Linked DNA regions of Dromaius novaehollandiae: region 1 is linked to region 2. Evidence: chromatin contacts called from public Hi-C data. All regions are on one chromosome and are shown on one strand. The core of a region is the stretch at or near the end of the contact, and the rest is flanking DNA. Distances in the headings are between cores, read along the strand shown. Region 1 overlaps LOC112989905 (a long non-coding RNA gene). Region 2 overlaps LOC112989905 (a long non-coding RNA gene).

What was found. Hi-C and Micro-C count contacts between places; a contact is called where the count stands out from the background.
Region 1: a Hi-C map of brain shows a contact between it and region 2, with 4 times the contacts expected there. The contact joins two enhancer-like sites. A contact is called at or near these places in 2 of 4 Hi-C or Micro-C datasets (brain and liver).

What each region holds. Positions count from the first base shown.
Region 1 is chr5:23,686,166-23,689,099 of bDroNov1.hap1, reverse strand. All of the region lies in intron 2 of LOC112989905 (a long non-coding RNA gene), which reads left to right. Among named protein-coding and RNA genes, the nearest start is that of SEL1L, 34 kb to the left of the region's middle. Within about 2 kb of position 1,384, at least 1 of the 2 cell types and tissues checked has open chromatin away from gene starts, as enhancers often do.
Region 2 is chr5:23,600,193-23,603,227 of bDroNov1.hap1, reverse strand. All of the region lies in intron 7 of LOC112989905 (a long non-coding RNA gene), which reads left to right. Among named protein-coding and RNA genes, the nearest start is that of SEL1L, 120 kb to the left of the region's middle. Within about 2 kb of position 1,582, at least 2 of the 2 cell types and tissues checked have open chromatin away from gene starts, as enhancers often do.

The sequences.
Region 1 (2,934 bases), core at 135-2,634, 86 kb before region 2:
TGAATGGACTAACCTCTTCATTAGCTCTACTGGATCTGCCTAGGGTGTGTGTACAACAGATGAACCTTGGTCTTTGAGACAGCTTTGCAAGCCTGCCAGTTAGTGACTGCTGCTGAGAATGGCAGCCCTCAGCCATGCTTTTCCCAGTTTCTGATTGATTGTACATGCTGTCCGCAACCTGCTGCCAAAATGCGAACATTTCCTTTTGTGCCTGAGAGTTAATGGAAACACTCGGTGACATATAAAGCACATTTGAACTCATAAAACATGAATAATGCCACTTGGTGACATGTTTTTTTAATGGATAGATCAGTCTCATTTCATACCATTTATCCAAAGCCCATGCCTGAATTTCATTGGTTAAAGGCTACCAGAGGAATACCTTTGTCCCCCCTGCCAAAAAAAAACACCTCAGAAAACTTTCCTGTCCTCTTCTGAACTTGGCAGTGTGGACACTAAAGTGAGAGAACCTCTCTCTGTGTGGGAATATCCCTTCTGCTCCCTCATCAGAACCAGCCATGCTGAACTGTTGGCCTCATCTGCCTCAGGTGAGGCATTACAGGTGGCTGCAGCTGGCTGAGGGTTCAGCAGTACTTTCTCTTCTCATCACACCTGCATTATTTTTTAAGAGGGAAGAGGTTCCTCTCCAGGCCCTAGTAGCTTTTGGCTATGCAAAAGGAAAACAGAGTAAATAAAATCCTTTCACAGCCTCTAAGCAGAAATGGGTGCTGCATTCCCCAGTGAATTAAAACCTGTGGCTTAAGATGAGGTAGTAATTCATTTAGTATGCTCAGTGGCCGAAGTCTTGCTGTTCAGTTGTTTAAGTGCCTGTGATTGTAAAACCAAACTAACCTGAGGAAGGATACATCTGTAGAGTTCTGTGTGCCTTTAGAGAACCATGCACTTCTGAGTAATTCTTTTGAATCACTTAAAGTAGTGACTTATTTGCAGAACTTAACTGCCATCTTCCCCTGGAAAAAGATTCTCCTTTTTCTGATAATTCAGATTACTTTCAGTATCTCTTCACATGGCTTAATTTGGTCTGATTACAAGCTTTTGGTGCATGTGGTGTACCCCTTACCAATATGAGACCATCTTAGTCTCTATGACTATAGACCATAGTCTCCATGGGGTATAAGTGATATTCCAGTAGAATGTCTGTGCATTACTTTGGAATTGTCCCCTAGTATGTGAATATTGGGGATTCACAATTCTAGAACTGCTTGCTTATTTTGGTTTCTGTGTTAGTACATCTTTGACCATCTTTATCCTTTTCCTTCCTTTGCATGTTCCCCACTTGATGGCAGTATGCCACCACTGTTGGAGAAATAGGGAGCATAGAAATGCTCGGTTCTAAGGCTTGCACCTCAGCAGTGGCACAGATGCATTCTTTTATGGTAACTGCTTACACAGATATAGTTAACTTAACCACGGTACATAGTAGTTTGTTCTACTTCAAGTGCCTGGCTTTGAGTTTTCAGTAATGTGTATGTCCTGTTTAATTTGGTCTTACAGACACAATCCTTTTAGCTGCTTAGCTGCTTGTCTGTGTTTGTAGTGGTATCACCTTTATACAACAAGCAAAAATCATTAATACAAGGATCTTCCAATGTCCCCTGCTTTGTGAAAGTGATGCATCCAGCAGCAGCTTTTAAAAATTTCGGAAAAAGCTAGGAGCTAATCTGCAAGAGGAGAGTTGGAGAAAACATGGTGGTTAAGAGACTAAAGCCATATCTATGACCTGCAGTGGTTCTGACTGGCAAAGCTCAGGGGCACATACCCAGCTGTCAACTGTGTACTGGGACTTGACACACCTTGAAAACAATCTTGTTCCATTTTTTCAGTTGTTTTGATCTTGCATACTTAGTTGATACTGACAAGTGCAGGTGAATATTGGAGTATGCAATGACCTCTTCTTCCCCTTTGACTTTTCCCATTTTAGTTAACAAGTGGCCCCCTATAGGGTGTAAATAGCTTTGCTATTTACATACTGCTTTTTGTTCCAGAGGATCACTAGACAATTTTCAACTTCATACACTTGGTATTACTAAAATAAAGCTACTTCTGGTGTGGATGTTAGGGCTGCTTTGGCTGAGGTTACTAAAACAAATCTGGACTCTTATAAAAAGCACTAGGGGCTCTTTCATGTCTCAAGAAGACAAAACCTTTTTTCTAATGCTTTTATCAGAAAGGGTTCCTACTATAAAGCATGTTCTATGGTACTGCCTATAGCTGCCTTAGAAGGATGAAAGGTTGAGGCAGCCCTGTCAGCATTTGACACTGACTCCAGGAGTCTAATTATGTCAAACCTGATGATAAGACTCAAGTCACACCTTCTGGCCTTTTAATTAAAGCAATTAGGCATAAGACTGGCAGCAGAACCGCTGATGGAGAACACTTCCAGCTGAGGCTGAAAATTAAAGGGAAAAAGATGGTGCAGAGCATGAGAAGCAGCAACTTTACCTTAGTTGGGCTGCAGAGAAGGCTCTTGTGATGGTAAGGAGGTGGATTGGGTGAGGACTCAAGAAATGGAAATGGAAGTGCTCAAGTCTAAAAAGAATTTGCAAGAATAAAAGGTCATCTTGCCTTTGCTTTCTCCTTTTTGCTTTCATGAGATCATGCTCTGTGCCATTCTGCAGATAACTACATTGTGCTTGAAAATAAAGGCATGTCTTTTCACATCTTAGGTGCCCTACAGCTATGAAGGGGGCAGTTAAATGTATTATGTGCAATCCTTAGAAAAGAAAAATAATTCTCTAGGCTGAAGTGCTCTCTAGAACTGGCTTAAATGCTTTCCTCATGTATATGTTGTACCCTTATCAGGATCTTTGGTCAGGTTTGTTAGGAGTGGCTTCCTCTTCCCTTTTTCTTGTAATTATGCTTTTTCCTTCATTTTGTCCAGCCTTCTCCACTTTTCTCTCCTTCATTTTTTTT
Region 2 (3,035 bases), core at 333-2,832:
TGGCAGTGACTACTGACCAGAGCCACCTGTGCTGTCTCCTGGCAGATGATAGGATACAGCAGCCTTGCATTTGGATATGGAATATCAAATATGCCCCATGGTGGTGGTGCTAAAGGTGGCTGCAGACCCTTAAGCTTTATCTAGGAAACCTGCTCCAGAAAACAACCTAAGATTATGGGAATGGGGACAGTCAAAATACATTTGTCTATGCTGTTAAATAAGTGAGGGCCAAAGAGGAACCTAAGGTATTGCCTTTCTATTGCCATCCCTACTACATGTGTGTGTTTGTTTGTTCTTTGGCTCCTATTTGGGAAAAATGCACAAAAAAACCATAATTATGTTTTGGGACTGTAGCGAAACCAAATACAATCCAAAGGAGACCCAGGGAGAGGTGCTGTGCAGCATGAGTAAGGCCAGTATATTCTGGGGGAAGCTAGTTCTAACCAAAGGATATATGAGCCAGGCTGAATGACTTGCCTTGGGGCCAGGGAGGACTCCTTGGCCCTCTTTTATTGAGTGTTTTAGATGTACGCTAGGAGGAAGGTGTGCTGCTAGTACCCAAAGGAACTGAAATATTATAAAAGAAAGAAAGGGGGAGGAATGAGGTCTAAAAAGAGCAGAACACTGAGTGCAAGGGAGATGCATCACAATTCATTTCAATCTTTCTTCACCAAGGCAGGAGGAACCCCTGCTTCTCAGGTATCCTTGAATACTCAACGTATTTTGGTATGGCTGACTTGCAAGCTTGTATTTTCTTACTGCAAACACAGGCAAATCAAGCAAGTATGTATGTCCCTGATACTGCTTGTTCTGCCATCACCCAAACTAGGAAAGCAGCTTTTGCAGAAAAAGCAGCAGATGTCAAACTGCATGACACAGCCTCTTAAAAGAGAAAAGCAAGTCCCTTTGTGTGAATAATTGCATAATAAATAAAAGCTGCTCTTTCTCAAAACTGTTGACATTCTGGGTCAAACCTCTTCCTGGTGTAATTCCCCTGTCTTCAGTGAATTTACAAGAGAGGTAGACTGGTCCTCTGTGTTTAGACAGAGGAGATCCTCCATGCATTTGCCTCACGGCTTGAAAAAGCAGCTCCAACCTTGTATTTGCATATTTGTGTGCTCATGCATGTGTGTGCATTTGTGTGCACGTTAAGAAACCAAACTTCAGCTGTGTTATAACTGTTAATGTTCTAGTTTGTTGGCCTAAATGTATTCTGATTGTCTGTTAAGCCAGTTACTTGCTACAGTTTCCGTAGTCATTTTGCGGGAATCAGAAAACTTACTGTCTTGTATCTTGCAGTGAATCAGGATTCTAAAGATAATTTTTAGCATTAAAGAAAAAAACTGTAATAAATGGAGTTTTAAGTACCATAATAATCATAGAAGTGGCTAAAAAGCAGCAACTTCCTATACAACTTATCTGCTCTCTTTTTTGCTTCAAGTCATAGCTGCTATTTAAAATAAAATTTTTACTGCTCTTCCTTTTACTTCTTCTTTTCTTTAAATATAGCTATGGTAGAAAGAGGCTGGATCCTTCCAGCCGCAGACTGGTTCAGATGTCAGCTCAAGCTCTGCTGCAAAACACTTATCGTGGTAACGAGGTGAGGAACAACAAATACCAACTGCTGCCAAGTGCCGCAGCTGGCTAGTAAGCATTAGCGAAAGGGGAAGTCGTAAATTTGACCTCCAACCAGAATAAACAGTTGCTTTAAAAAACAAAAACAAACAAAAAACCCTCTAACGATTGCTTTTCTGGGCTGTTCTCTCCAATGAGACAGTACAAGTGTAGGTCTCCTACACAATTTGAAATGCCTTCCTTTTCACCCGAAAGTGTCAGAATGAAGCCCACCTAAATATATCTCCAAGAAGTAAAGGCCATTTTACTATTTGCACCAATGGATAGAAATCAAAATGGGTAGAGCATGAAACAGGAGAGAAGCAGGTGGACAGCTGGGGAATAGGCATTTGGATATGTCTTGGGTGGGATACAAGGCTGTTGAACAATCTCTCTGGGGAAAGCATATATCCAGCAAAAGCATTCCTCTTTATTGCTCTAATGCACATTTTTTTTCTAGTGTGTTCCATGACTGTTCAAAATGATAAGTTACTAATATTAGCACTTTTCTGTAGAAAAATATGTCTGAAATTCAAAACAGTGATAATTGTTTTTCCCACAAGTGAGTACACCACGGAAATGATTGCAGCAGAGCATCACTGAAGGCAATAACATCTCAATATATGAAAAAAGAATATTCATCTGAATAACAAAATGACCAGAAATTTTCATAAGTAATACCAGTCCCTTTGGGTGTTTTTGAGGAAGGTTGTGGAATCTTTTTCCTCAAGGCCTAAAACCAACAACTAAATTTTGAAATGGAGGCTGAGATGAAGGTGGATGAGGAAAGAAGACAGTTACTGGGTGCTCTTCTGCTGTGAGATGCTATGGAAGCCTTCTCAGAGCCTGGGAATATTTTAGATTTCCAGCCTTTCACCAGGACCTTTAAGCTTGAGGCAAATGTTTTGTGTGCAAACCTTCCTTTTGAGCATCTGGTGCCAATCAGTGGCAGAGGCAGGACTCTTGAATAGCTGGGTAAGGTTTTGACCATTTTGATGTCTCTCTGCTCAGCAGCTTTAAAAACAGTATCTTTCCATTCTATAAATAACGTTTTTATGGGGGTTTTCTATTCTGTACCTCTCTGATACCTTCCTGTGTGCTCTGTGGAAAAATCTTGCTGTAAAGTCATATACTTCAGTGTGATAAATGCTGATGCTTTCACAATGCGTAGTCTGCTTTTTACACCTACATATAATTGCAGCTGCCTAATTAGAAGCTGTGTTATGGGGGAGGGAAAGTATTAAAAATAACAGCTCTATTTTATGTACTGCAACATGGAAGGAGAAGTGCTGAATTTTAAATGAAACAAAAATGGTAGATTCAGCACTGTACAGCGCCAATCCAAAAGAACAGATGCTATATGTACTGCAGAAAGGTGGCTGTCTTGATTTTCTTAGGAGTACCAGATTCCTCTCTTCCAC